4 separate regions of the Mus musculus genome follow, and regions 2, 3 and 4 are each linked to region 1. A link is a contact called in public HiChIP or PLAC-seq and Micro-C data. All regions are on one chromosome and are shown on one strand. Each heading gives the region's core, a stretch centred on a gene start, on an enhancer-like site or on the middle of the called end of the contact. The rest is flanking DNA. Distances are from core to core; before and after follow the strand shown.

What was found. A called contact is a pair of places that touch in the nucleus more often than the background predicts. HiChIP or PLAC-seq counts read pairs in DNA pulled down with a chosen protein or histone mark.
Region 2: an H3K27ac HiChIP or PLAC-seq map of stem cell-derived neural progenitor cells shows a contact between it and region 1. The contact joins the enhancer-like site here to the promoter of Bcan in region 1. A contact is called at or near these places in 17 of 39 promoter capture datasets (the C10 cell line, the HPC-7 cell line, cranial neural crest and 9 more), 17 of 484 Hi-C or Micro-C datasets (the CH12 cell line, the G1E-ER4 cell line, bone marrow-derived macrophages and 9 more), 10 of 115 datasets of contacts at active chromatin or transcription factors (embryonic stem cells, extraembryonic endoderm stem cells, large pre-B cells and 3 more) and 5 of 9 other capture datasets (adipose tissue, embryonic stem cells, liver and 2 more).
Region 3: an H3K4me3 HiChIP or PLAC-seq map of embryonic stem cells shows a contact between it and region 1, with 22 read pairs. The contact joins the promoter of 1700113A16Rik here to the promoter of Bcan in region 1. A contact is called at or near these places in 10 of 39 promoter capture datasets (the HPC-7 cell line, cranial neural crest, embryonic stem cells and 5 more), 1 of 15 datasets of contacts at CTCF or cohesin (large pre-B cells), 8 of 484 Hi-C or Micro-C datasets (the G1E-ER4 cell line, bone marrow-derived macrophages, cerebellum and 3 more), 11 of 115 datasets of contacts at active chromatin or transcription factors (DN3 thymocytes, the SCID.adh cell line, embryonic stem cells and 4 more) and 4 of 9 other capture datasets (adipose tissue, embryonic stem cells, liver and 1 more).
Region 4: a Micro-C map of embryonic stem cells shows a contact between it and region 1, with 1.6 times the contacts expected there. The contact joins the enhancer-like site here to the promoter of Bcan in region 1. A contact is called at or near these places in 4 of 39 promoter capture datasets (the C10 cell line, liver and trophoblast stem cells), 1 of 484 Hi-C or Micro-C datasets (embryonic stem cells), 3 of 115 datasets of contacts at active chromatin or transcription factors (effector CD8 T cells and embryonic stem cells) and 4 of 9 other capture datasets (adipose tissue, embryonic stem cells, liver and 1 more).

The regions. Positions count from the first base shown.
Region 1 is chr3:87,998,777-88,001,949 of GRCm38.p6, reverse strand. It overlaps Bcan (brevican), which reads left to right and starts at 1,594. Exons shown (of 14, transcript NM_007529.2): 1 at 1,594-1,847.
Region 2 is chr3:88,220,852-88,224,024 of GRCm38.p6, reverse strand. It overlaps Gm3764 (predicted gene 3764), which reads right to left. Exons shown (of 10, transcript NR_168089.1): 3 at 2,975-3,069; 4 at 971-1,055. Among named protein-coding and RNA genes, the nearest start is that of Gm25641, 6.8 kb to the right of the region's middle. Within about 2 kb of position 1,719, at least 62 of the 459 cell types and tissues checked have an H3K27ac peak or open chromatin away from gene starts, as enhancers often do. A contact at or near this core is called in hippocampal neurons, neural progenitor cells, neural stem cells and 1 more, where this site is marked.
Region 3 is chr3:88,176,339-88,179,511 of GRCm38.p6, reverse strand. It overlaps 1700113A16Rik (RIKEN cDNA 1700113A16 gene), which reads left to right and starts at 1,727. Exons shown (of 3, transcript NR_045997.1): 1 at 1,727-1,925.
Region 4 is chr3:87,862,474-87,865,646 of GRCm38.p6, reverse strand. The region is part of intron 4 of Prcc (papillary renal cell carcinoma (translocation-associated)); the gene reads left to right. Among named protein-coding and RNA genes, the nearest start is that of Sh2d2a, 17 kb to the right of the region's middle. Within about 2 kb of position 1,511, at least 13 of the 459 cell types and tissues checked have an H3K27ac peak or open chromatin away from gene starts, as enhancers often do. A contact at or near this core is called in embryonic stem cells and trophoblast stem cells, where this site is marked.

The DNA of each region.
Region 1 (3,173 bases), core at 345-2,844:
CCAGACCTCATAAGGCTGTGAATGACAAAGAATAGGATTCCACAGGAGTGGTGGGGACCCTGCTTGGTTGATCAGAAGAGGCCAAGGCATTCCTGGCAGATGGCTGCCTACTGGCTCCACTGGCCCCAGGATTCTTTTCCCCTTCCCCCGGGTTGTGCACATTGGTAACTCTGAGCTGGGGGCGGGGGCGGGGGGTATCTCTTTCCTGTCTTCCTTGGTCACAGTCAGGTTTTCCCAGGCAAAAATTGTGTTATATCCAAGACAGCAACTGGGCTGAACTGCAGCCCCTTGGTTTCTTTCCTAGCTCCACCTGGGAGACCTGCAGGGCATGGAGCCCATGTGTTGGTGAGCCATGCAGGTGCAACCCAGAGCTGGCACCCAGCACCTCAGAGTCCTTCCCAACTGGTGACTCCCCCAGTCTTAGGGCCCCAGACAGGGCCTGGTACATAGATGACTTGTGGGTCAAGCTTAAGGAATGAATAAATGAAGGCCTCCTGTGCAGCTTCTTCAGGGGCCCCTTTCTCCTTTCTGCTGGCACCACTGCCTGGTAGTTTTCTCCCTGCGTGACTCTGCCCTGGGTTTCAAGGTCCTTCTGTCCTGTCCTTACAGTGGGCGGCATTAGCTGGAGTCCTCTCTTTAAACTTGTAAGGCTTTGGAGAGGAGTTTGTTTTTTTCCAGAGGTTCTGAAGGCGTTTTTTTTTTTTTTTGTTTTGTTTTGTTTTTTGGTTTTGTTTTGTTTTGTTTTTTTGGAACTCCATCCAAGGCAGGGGGTGGGGCGTGATTAGGAAACTGTTCCCTGAGTTGGGGGTGAAGGTGTCTGCAGACAGTCGGCATTTGGGGATCTAGAAATGGTAAGGTCACAGCCCCCACACCGGCCTTGAGGACAAGGATCTGGCTGAGTGGCCTACAGCTGGTGCCAAGGCTTTGCCTGGAGTCGCAAGCAAGAGGAGGAAAGTGGGAAGCCTGGGAAAGCAGGGAGAAGCAGCGGGTGAAGTGGGGGTGGGGGACAGCTGGCAGTCCTCGAGGCCCACCCCCAGGCTCCTGGCTGCACACTGGGCAGCCCAGCCGAGGCTAGCAGGCTCTCCTGCACACATTGATCTGCAACCTGTGACGCCTGCTCCATCACTCACTGTACCACTTGATACCGCGCGCCTAGACTCTCTTGACTTGGGTTGCCTAACCCGTAGTTCTGCGAGTCGACCTCCACCTGGTCAACCACTGCAAAGTCAGCTCCTCCGCCGGGGAGGGAGAGGAGCACCGGGGGAGCACAGCCCGATCAAAGCTTCCTCAAGAGGGATGGCTGTGGTCATCTGCCTTTTCTCTGGCCTGAGAAAAGGACTTCCCCTTTTCACCCAGCAGTGCCCTCTTTCCCGGGGCAAAGCTCCTGTCGTCCCTCCATCCTCTGCGCGACTAAGTTTGAGCCGGTCTTCCTCCCTTTAACCAATGAGAAGTCCCTCCCGTGTTCTAACTCTCCATCCTGCGTCGCCACAGCGCCCTCCATCGCTCCCTCCCCGCCCCTTCTGCCCTCCCCGCTGCAAGTCTTGGGCTCCCGTCCGCGGAACCTTGTCCTACTTCGCTTGTCCTCCCTCTGCCCGCTGTCGCCCGGAACCCGCACAGAGAAGGCAGCGGGTCCCGTGACCGCGCAGAGCCCCCCACGGGGGCGGCAAGGGCCGGGGACGGCGGGGAAGGCGGGGCGCGTGGGAAGAAAGGGGGTTTTGTGAGGCTCCCGGCGAGCTGGCGCCCCTGTCTGGGTCCCGCGCGCCCGGCCCTGCTCGCGCCCGCGCATTGCGCCGCAGTCTCGGCTGCGGCTGCGGGACGTGCGGTGTGCGCGGAGGGGACCTCGCAAGGTGAGTGCGGAGGCCTGGCCCTATCGGTCGCTTGCTTGCTTGCTGTGTGACCTTGGGTAAGTTTCTTGACCTCTCTGAGCCAAAGGATCCGGGCGAGGGCGAGAGCGGGCCGCGATACTGGCTGCTGTGGGCGACCGAGACAGTGACCCACCGTAGCTTCCTGGGGTCCCCAGGCACTCGGGGGTGCGGTCGGCAGCGGCGCCTCTCTGAAGGTGGGCGCGCAGCGCTCTGTGCCGGCTTCGGCACCCTGAGCCACGCGTCTGCTCGCTCACTGTCCTCGCCGCGCAGCCTTCAGGAGCCAGGGGACGTCTGGGCTGCGGAGCGACTAAGGATGCCCGGGCTGGAGACGACAGGGGACTGCTGAGCTCCGGTCCTTGTGGTGGCTTTCCTCCGGGAAGTGTCACAGTAGCCACTCTTGGCCACTTGGATCAAAAATTCATGTCTCAGGGCAGTCGGATCCTCTGGCCTCAGGCTTCCTTCCTCATCCCGTGCTGCCCCAACACGGGTAAAAGAGGTAGCCACAGGGCCGGGCGGGCGTGTGAGTAGCTCCTGCTCCCAGCCTCCCCTCCTCAGAACGCTCCAGCACCTGGCTTACTTGCCAGCGGTAACCCGAGTGACTGCTCGCCCGGCCCGCTGCACAGCACAGGCCAGAGCGCTGCTTAGCAGGGGAGTCTGTCCTGGGAGGATCTAGGAGGACCGCTTAGGCTCAGGCTAGCGACTATGAAGGCAGACCGAGTGGGAGATGGAGCCAGTGAGAATAGGTATGGTCGGTAGGAAATCTTGCCTGACGTTGTAACTGACCCCCGGCTGCATCATTAGCCATGTAGTCCTGGGTCCCCGAATACTCCCAAGTCTGACTCTTTACAGAGTGTGTTCATTATCTGTGCAGCTTTCCTTCCTGAGGGCACAGTGACCTGGCTCCCGGTTTGGCTCAGAGTTAGCTCTAACCCTCTCTGGTCATCCACCTCACTTTCCCCGTGAGCCTGTATGCGCAATGAGATCTCAGAAAGAGAAACTGTTTCCAGAGCTGAGGGCCAGGGCGGGGGGGGGGGGGGGACGACTGGCCTCTCCCTGTACCCTTCTCCAGTACACTCCAAGTTGTAGGCTTTCACAAAAGATGGGTGGGGGAAGGAGCAACTGGATAGAGGCCAGACTGGCAGGGACAGGGTCTTTGTCCCAGCTGGCTTCTGAGCCAGGAGATCCGGTGGGAAAGCCCGTGCCAGGCAGAGGGGAATGGCTGAGAGCAAAGTGGGAGGGAGGGAGGGATGGAGGGGGCAGAGGATGTTGGGCACCAGGGGAGCTTCCTTACAAGTCCTGGTGGAGAGG
Region 2 (3,173 bases), core at 470-2,969, 220 kb before region 1:
GATATGCAAACCTGAAAATTAAAAGCTTGAACCTGGGGGCCCACAAGTTTAGAGGAAAGAAAACCAGAGTGTGCACAGCCCACACCAGTGAGCATCTCTGCTGCCTAAGGAGGAGTCCCTCCCGAGCTTTGCCACCCCAGAGGTTAGACAAGCAGGTGCCTTCCCACTGTCCTTTGCAATGGGGCCTGAGCATATGACCATTTCAGGCTCTAGGCTCTGGTCTGGGAACCAATGGCAGGACATTGGGCAGTGGATAAGGTGTAACTCTGTGGGGGTTTATTTGATTTTCTTTTTGAGGCAGGGTTTCTCTGTGTATCCCTGGCTGTCCTGGAACTCATATTGTAGACCAGGCTGGCCTCGAAATCACAGAGCTCCACCTGCCTCTGCCTCCTGAGTGGTGGGATTAAAGTTGTGCACCACCACTGCTTTGCTCACTCTAGTTATAAATAGATCAATGTTAAGAAAACAAGGGAGCTGGGTGGTGGTGGTGGTGGTGGTGGTGGTTCACACCTTTAGTCCCAGCACTCGTGGGGAGGTGGAGGGGGCCAGGGGGCAGAGGCAGGTGGATCTTTGAGCTCAAGGCCTGGTCTATAGAGTGAGTGTCTACCTTTAGCAGAGGTTGAAGTTACAAAAGTGACTAAGAGGGGATTTCAGAAGTGCTGTCACTTCTGTGTGAAGCTGGCTGATCCAGAGAACTGAGTGGATGAAACCAAGAACAAGTTGTTTAGGATATAACACAAGAAGCCAGGTCAGTGCAGAGGTTGGGGAGATCAAATAAGCATGAAATTATGCACAGAGGGCAAAGAAGGATAGCCCAGTCGAGAGCTGTGAATGGCCTTAGAGAAGGCACAGTTTCATAAGCGTTATGAAGATAGTAATGGTCGGCTGGGCCAGAGAATATACTGCTAGAATACATGGTTTTCCACAGTCCTGAGACCTCCAGCTGGCAGATGATCCCGCCTGACCATACCTTACTCTGTCTGTCTCCTGCTGGTCTTTCCAACTTGATTCTTCCGCACCTTCGACATCACCCATAGCCTTGAGTCCTCTGGGATCTGTACACAGGGATGAGGCTTCTACTACCCTGCTTAGATGCTGAACCCTAGAACTCTTCTGGGAGACCCCCCCCCATCCGCCTCCCTTTCTAATCCCACTGATAGTGATATTCAGGTCTGTTCTTGGTCAGCTGGGAAACCCTTCCTTCTGTTGTCATTCTCCTTCGTGCCCACCACCCTGCCTGGCACTCAGCCCACATCTCTCAGAAGCGGCCATTTTATAAACACTAGCTACCTAAGATGGCGGCTTCCCTCTTCCCTTCCTATGTTTCCATTCTCACAGCCTCACATCCTACCCAGCTTTCTTTCTGAAGCCTGATTCCAACAAGGTGGGGGGCCCCCTGACTGAAGAGCCAAGGCCGGAGGAAGCAAGACAAAAAAAAGGACAGAAAAGGCAGACCCTTGGCACCTCTCTTTGGCATTTCAGTCCAACTCGGGGAGAGAGGGCGGAGGGAAGAAAGAAAGTAGTATGAGTTTTATTTCCATCCTCTTCCTGCCTCCCCCCCAGCTCTCCCCCCACACTTTGATGAAAACAAAATCTCTCCCTTTTTCTCTTCTCCACCCCCCCACCTCTTTTTTTTCCTGGCTTCTACCATGAGCCTCCTGCAATGCAAATGAACTGTATTATGCAAATATATGCAAATAAGGCTTAACGAGCGGAAGGAGGGGGCAGAATGCCTAATGAGTAATGGCGAGGGTACAGATGGAGGGTGTCAGGAATGGCTCCCTCCTCCTTGCAGTTCCCACAGCCTGGAGGTTTGCTAAAGGTAGCAGGTGTCTATTTCTGGGAAAAAGCAGAAGGCCGGGGTCCCAACATAGCCCACTGCTTCAGTTGGGGAGTCCTAGGATGGCGTTGGCTGTAGTGAAGGACGTGAGTGCTTGAGGAGAGAGGGGTTAACTAGAAGGGATGGATGCCCCCTCTACATGCCTGAATACTGAACGTACCAGTCTCACTGCCCTATGGGTCTTTGGCGCCGGGTACTGAGGATGGTGCAGACACAAGAATGGCATGGCTGTGCATTAGAGAGGAGGATTCTCAAGGGAAGATTCCCAGGCAGACCCAGGTTTCTCCTAGAGGTGGGGGTGAGAGCTATCTTTTTGTGTGCTTTGGGGTTGGGGGTTGGGGTGGTTGCTATGGCAACATAGCGTAGAACACCCACCTCCCCAACATTCAGCCCCAGAGGACTTAGGGGCTGGGAGTGGATAATGGATTGACACCCCTGATGCCCCTGCCACCTGGCACTGCCAGCCGGAGATGGCAGTGTCAAATGTGAGAGAGTGGTCCCTTTGTCTCTAGACTCATGGTGTAGGGGGAGCAAGCGTGGGCACACAGAAGGGCCTTTCCCAGGCCCCAGTCCAGTCTGCATGCCTCCTGCTGGCCTCCAGAGACTCCTGGGGCCATCCACTGGCCTCTATACCCTGGCAGATGGTGGCTCCCTTGCCTTTTTGCTAGGTAAGCCTTCCCCATGCCTTCTTCAGGACTTTCCCTTCAAAGCCTTCTCAGACGGTGAGAGCAGTCAGTTCCACCTTTCCCTGGTTCTTAGGGATACTTCACATTCCCAGACATGTATCCTGCCCTTTTGTGTGTAACATCTCATGTAAATCTCCTGCCAGAATTGGGCAAGGAGGTTCATAAAGGGGAATCAGTGCAGAAAAGGCTAGGCTGGATTCAGGAGTTCACTCACCAGCTTTGTCCCTTTCTGGGTTATATATGATGCCAAAGGCTTGTTTCAGCTTCAGTTGATCTGAACATTCTATGTCTCACATGACTTATATAGGATCCTTCCTACCACTGCTCCCGTCCGAGCCCAGTAATCCTGGGGCAGCCATGCCTCATCAGATCTGGAATGTAGTGCAGGATGTCTGCCTGGAATAGACAAAACCACCATTTTCCTACAGGGGTCAGCAGGCTCACTCACCGCTGGGAGCTGTCCGTGGTGCTGGATACCATGTTCCTCATGTCCTCAGAGAGTGGGCGGGAGGGTGGAGCACCCACCCGCCCCCAGGGGAGAAGCTGGAGGGAAGAGAAGCAGAAACATTTGGATACAGTAAGGAAAGGGAAAAGAGGATTTTGAAGGAAGTCTCCTGCTCCTGGAAGGGAGGGTGCTGGAGTCTATG
Region 3 (3,173 bases), core at 478-2,977, 180 kb before region 1:
TCGAAACCCCCCCCCCCCCAAAAAAAAGCACTGACTGCTCTTCCAGAGTTCCTGAGTTCAATTCCCACCAAACACATAGTGGCTCATAACCATCTGTAATGGGGTCTGATTCCTTCTTCTGGTGTGTCTGAAGACAGCTACAGTGTACTTATATAAATAAAATCTTAAAAAAAAAAAAAAAGAGTAATTATCCCAACTTGACACTAGGTCACTGCGAGCAACAGTCCCTAACAATATAGGACCCCTGGGTGGGGAGATAGGGCCTCTTGGCTGCTTCACCTGGACAGTGTTTTTTGGGACTCCAGCATCTTAAGCCTCAGCTTGGGATCTGTCTACACGATGTGGCGGCCACTGTAATCTGGGAACGGAACTCCTTCTAGGCAAGTGCTCTACCATTAAACTAAGCTATACCTCCATCCCAATAGAAGGGTTATGTGAGGACCTCTTGAGTGAAAGAGTATAAGACAAACTGTGAAACCTCTCTAAATAAATATTCTTACTACTGTAGCAAGGTGTCTGCACAGATTCAGGCCAATAGCTCTCAGGCTATTCGCACTATAATCTTACCGCCAGAAGACAGGAAAATAGAGCAAGGCGTGTCCAACCTGTGGCCCATTAAAGTGGACGGCATCTGTGACTACTTCTCCAAACAAAATCATTTGTGGCTCTTTTTTTTTTTTTTTTTTTTTTTTAGACCAGAGTCTCTTATATTTCGGGATAGCCTTGAACTTCTAATCCTATATGCACACACCAGGTCGAACTCCAGCAGAACTCCGGGCTCGGAGCTACATCCCCAGCCCCGCGATTTTTTTCTTTTTTAAATATTTATTTGTTTGTTTATTTATTTATTATATGTAACTACACCATTCATTTATTTATTTATTTATTTATTTATTTATTATATGTAACTACACTGCAGCTGTCTTCAGACACCCTGGACTGGCATCAGATCTCATTACAGATGGTTGTGAGCCACCATGTGGTTGCTGGGATTTGAACTCAGGACCTTCGGAAGAGCAATCAGTGCTCTTAACCACTGAGCCATCTCTCCAGCCCCCTTTTTTAAATAATTCAATCACGCAGTTTTTCGGCGTGGACTTTGTGGTTAACAGTTTTGACAATGACAAATCGTTGCATTCGCCTGTCGGATTCTCCTTCTGGAACGCCCAGGCAATGCCAGATCTTACGCAGTGCTGTCAATCTCAGTAAAATTGCCAAGGCTGAGGGTGCTAATTCTCAATTTGTGCAGGAAGTTGACGATGGGGGTTTTACGCATGCGCACCTCCTCAGAGCCCCAGAGAAACTGCCCAAAACTAGAGCTTCACGTAGTTTCACCCTTGCTGAACCTTCTGAGTACTACGCACGCATCTTGTGCAGGCAGCGGTTGGCCGGTGCTTCCATCACTCACCCGAAGGGCCAATGGAGTGAGCCTAGTTACCTACTTCCCCCTGAGTAGCAGGCGGCGCCGGGCGTGGCTTGAAGGCCTTTGTTCCACGCGCGGCGGAACTTTACGAGAGGCTCCGGAGCGTGCTCTGCCACCTGCTAAGCCCCGGAGACGCAGTCAAGGGTCTCAGCGACACCTTGGGGGAGTGGGGCAGAACGTACGGAAATGGATGTTAGGCGACTCTACAGCCTACCTTCTATACCCGCCCCCTTTCGCCTTAGAGTGGAGGGTTACTTTGAAACCCGGAAGCAATTCATCTCCGGAACACACCGCGGGTCACGTGGGGGCGGTGCGTAACGGGCGCGTGATCCGGCGTCCTGCGGGTCTTCCCCTCCCCAGGGGCACCCAGCATGCTTTGGGCACGTGGCAGCTCATGTCCTAAATAGGAGTAGTCCTGGGCCGCTATCCTGTGAGGGTGGAGACGCTCCCCGAGACTGGACAGACACCGAGAGGTGGAGCTGAGCCAATACGAGGCTAAGGGGTAAATCTGACTCACCCGAGAGGCCGGAACTGACCTGCTGCAAACTACCAAGGAACTTCGCTAGGCTGGGTGGCTAGAACGGGGGGGGGGGGGGGGGACCTGTAAACTATGCTAAGGCTACCTCTTCTATTTGAGACCCAAGTCTGAAACAGGACAGGAAAGTGGATTTGCTCTTCGTCCAGGTAGTGAGTGATTTCAGGCTGCAAACATTCAGGTCCAGAGCCTGAGATGAGATCGCCTGGGTCCCTTCCACATCTGCTGATCCTTGAACAAGTTCCCACACAATCACAAGGCTGGAAAAGATAGCCCATGGGACTAAAGGATGAGTCAGACCAAAATAACCACTGGCCTCGTGGCATGAACAGTTAGACAGCACTGATTGCTCCTAAGAACCACTGACCTTGATAGCTGAGTCCAAGAGACCCACACCCTAGTTCTATTTTATATGGCAATACTCGAGGAACTCGTCCTTCAGCTAAAAAAGAGATCAGCTTCAAAAAGTTGCAACTTGGGAGTATTTTTTATTAAAAAAAAATGTGTATGTACACATGTGTCCTGAGGAGACCAGAGGGGTGTTGTATAAGAATGTTTGCTGGGGGAGTCAGTGGTTAAGAGCATTGACTGCTCCTCCAGAGGACCTGTGTTCCATTCTCAGCACCCACATGGCAGCTCACAACTGTCCTTACATAGACAGACATGCAAGCAAAACATCAATGCACATAAACAACAAAAAATGTTTGCTGACCTGAATTGGTTCTAGCACCCATGCCAACATCTCACAACTGCCTGTAACATTAGCTCCAATAAACTTGATGCCCTGCTCCAGCCTCCAGGGACACTCATGCACACACACACAAGAAAATAAAATCCACACCATTGCATACACTAGCAAGATTTTATTGAAAGGACCCAGATGTAGCTGTCTCTTGTGAGACTATGCCGGGGCCTAGCAAACACAGAAGTGGATGCTCACAGTCAGCTAATGGATGGATCACAGGGCTCCCAATGGAGGAGCTAGAGAAAGTACCCAAGGAGCTAAAGGGATCTGCAACCCTATAGGTGGAACAACATTATGAACTAACCAGTACCCCGGAGCTCTTGACTCTAGCTGCATATGTATCAAAAGATGGCCTAGTCGGCCATCACTGGAGAGGCCCATTGGACACGCAAACTTTATATGCCCCAGTACAGGGGAGCGCCAGGGCCAAAAAGGGGGAGTGGGTGGGTAGGGGAGTGGGGGTGGGTGGG
Region 4 (3,173 bases), core at 262-2,761, 140 kb after region 1:
TGTTAAGTTGACATAAAACTAATTAACAAACAAACGAAACCCCAACAATAGTTTGTGTAATAGCAGTTAAATTTTTCCTTATGAAAGAAAGTTTGGGGCAGGCCAGGGCTGGTATCACAGCTCCACAAAATGGTTTCTGCTGAGTTGTGCTGCTATCTCTATGCTGTTGTCTTGGTTCTCATGGCAGCTGGAATGTTTGCCATCCCATCTGTGTGGGAGCTCCGCAGGATGGAGAACACAGGAGAGACATTTCCAGTCTCCTTTGAGGACTTCTCAAACTCCCTAGGGTACTTGCCCTTATGACTAGGCAAGAGTCTGCTCTCATGGCTAGATCTGTTTTTAGTGAGGCTCATAACATAGTTTTTTAGTTGAGTGATCATTTGGCTGAATTACTGGTTGATTTACACTGAAGAAAGGGAGAATGTGTTTTGAGAGATACCTAGCCATTGTGATCAGGACCTCTGGGTTTAACTTGACTGACAGGCACATTGAAGGATGTTCTGTGGCCTTCCACCCAAGGTCAAGATACAACTAACTGTCTCATCTGCAGGAAAGTTGCAGCTTAGTTCTTAGGAAAAATAATTTTCTGTTTACTTTCCCCAGAAAGGTGTCTGTCTGTTCGTCTTTTGCTAATCTTTGTTCTGATCGGTAGCTTGTGCTTACTCCTTTGAGTATTACCTTAAGGCAAGTGCAGTGCCATGGCTTCTCAGCTCAAGCAGCAGCTAAAAATTCCCTGAGTAACCATGGTAGTTCCTTGTACAGGCCCCACCAGCGCCTGGGTCTCACTGAAGCCGATCAGTGCTCCAGGTGGTCTGGGTTTCTTCCTCCTTCTTTCCTTCTGTTTCCTCTCCTTCCCTACCCAGGGGCTCTGGCCTCAAAAGACATGGCAGTTCTCTTGCCTTGCCCTCCTCACTGTAGGGATTACAGGTATGTACCTACCATGCCCAGATGGTGGCTGTCCTGTCCTGTCTTTCCTTTTCCTTTTCATCTTTGTTAACTCCCCCACCCCCTTTCTTCTTCCAGAGATCAAAAAAACAGGAGTTTTATAGAGAATTCTTTGGCCTTTTTTTTTTCTTTTTTCTTTTTTTCTTTTCTTTCTTTTTTTTTTTTTTTTTTTTTTTTTTTTTTTGGAGACAGGGTTCCTCTGTGTAGCCCTGGCTGTCCTGGAACTCACTCTGTAGACCAGGCTGGCCTCGGAACTCAGAAATCTGCCTGCCTCTGCCTCCCAAGTGCTGGGATTAAAGGCGTGTGCCACCACGCCCAGCATTCTTTGGCCTTTTGAGGCTCCCTTACTATCCACCCTATTTTCTCTTTCTTCATGGATTCTTTGGGGTGGAATTTGATGGTGGCATACCAATCCAATGAGAAAGAAAAGGTGGAAAGAGAACTGTTGGGTAGTCTGTTTTTGTCTGTCTTTGAGGGTGACCTTGAACTCGTGTGTAGCCAAGGATCACCTTGATTCTCCCATTTCTGCCTCTAGAATGCTGAGATTACACATGTGTGCCATACAGGGCTGGGGAGATGAACCAGGGCTTAGTACACACTTAACGTAAGTACATTAGTGAATCACATCCTCCTGAAAGAATTTTTAGAGGAGAAATCTTACAGTCCCCCCCCCCCCTTTATTTTTTGAGACAGGGTCTTGCTAGGATTCTTTATGCTTCATTGGGCTTAGGAGGTGGGTACAAGGTTCCTGTGGCTAAGCCTCGTGGTTTGAGTTTTACTCACATTGTGAAAAAAGGGAAGCAATTCCCACAAGCTGTTCTCTGATTTCTACCCGTGTGCCTTGATCTGAGTGTGTGTTGGCTTTGTCTCTGTCTCTCTCAGTCTCTCTCTCACACACAAATAAAATGCAATAAAAAAGAAGTGACACAAAGTGACAACAAAATCAAACAGAAAACAAACAAACTTCTGAACTTAAAGGCTTCTTCTGTCTCTGCCTCCCATGTAGCTGGGGCTACAGGTCAGACTCAGTTCCTTTAAAAAAAAGGCCACACCCACCTACCTTTGATTTTATTTATTTTTGTTTTATGTGTTTGGGCGGTTTGCCTGTGTGTCTGTGTACCATATGCATGCAAGTGTACATGGAGACCAGAAGAGGGCTTCAGTTACCTGGAACTGGAGTTAGATAGTTGTAAGCCATCATTTGGGTGCTGGGACTGGACCCTGCAGCCCGTGCTTTTTAGCTGCTGAGCCATTTCTCCAGCCCCTTACTCTCAATAAGTTTGTTTTGTTTTGTTTTGAAGACAGAGTGTCTCTGTGTATAGCCCTGGCTGTCCTAGAACTTGATTTGTAGACCAGGCTGGCCTCAAACTCACAGAGATCCATCTGCTTCTGTTGGTTAAAGGTGTTCATCACCATCCCCTGGCCTACCCTCATTTCTTTATTCTTTTTTTTTTTTCCCCTGAGACAGGGTTTCTCTGTGTATCCCTAGCTGTCCTGGAACTCGCTCTGTAGAGCAGGCTAGCCTTGAACTCAGAAATCCTCCTGCCTCTGCTTCCCAAGTGCTGGGATTAAAGGCGTGCAGCACCACCACTGCCCACCCTTTTCTCTCTCTCTCTCTCTCTCTCTCTCTCTCTCTCTCTCTCTCTCTCCTTCCTTCCTTCCTTCCTTCCTTCCTTCCTTCCTTCCTTCCTCCCTCCCTCCCTCCCTCCCTCCCTCTCTCTCTCTCTCTCTCTCTCTCCTTCCTTCCTTCCTCCCTTCCTCCCTCCCTCCCTCCCTCCCTCCCTCCCTCCCTCCCTCCCTCCCTCCCTCCCTCCCTCCCTCTTTCTTCCTTCCTTCCTTCCTTTCTTTCTTTCTTTCTTTCTTTCTTTCTTTCTTTCTTTCTTTCTTTCTTTCTTTCAATTTATTTATTATATGGAAGTATGCTGTCACTGTCTTCAGACACACCAGAAGAGGGCATCAGATCTCATTATGAATGGTTGTGACCCACCATGTGGTTTCTGGAATTTTAATTCAGGACCTCCAGAAGAGCAGTCAGTGCTCTTAACCGCTGAGCCATCTCTCCAGCCCCCTACCCTCATTTTGAAAGTTGTAATCCTAGTCCTTGGGAGACTGAGGCAGGAGGATTTTGAGTTTGAGGCTTCATGGTTATGTCCAAAACAGAAATGAAGAATAGACCTTTCAGGCAAACAGTCTTCTGGTTTGCACTTATGGATCTCTACAAATACTCT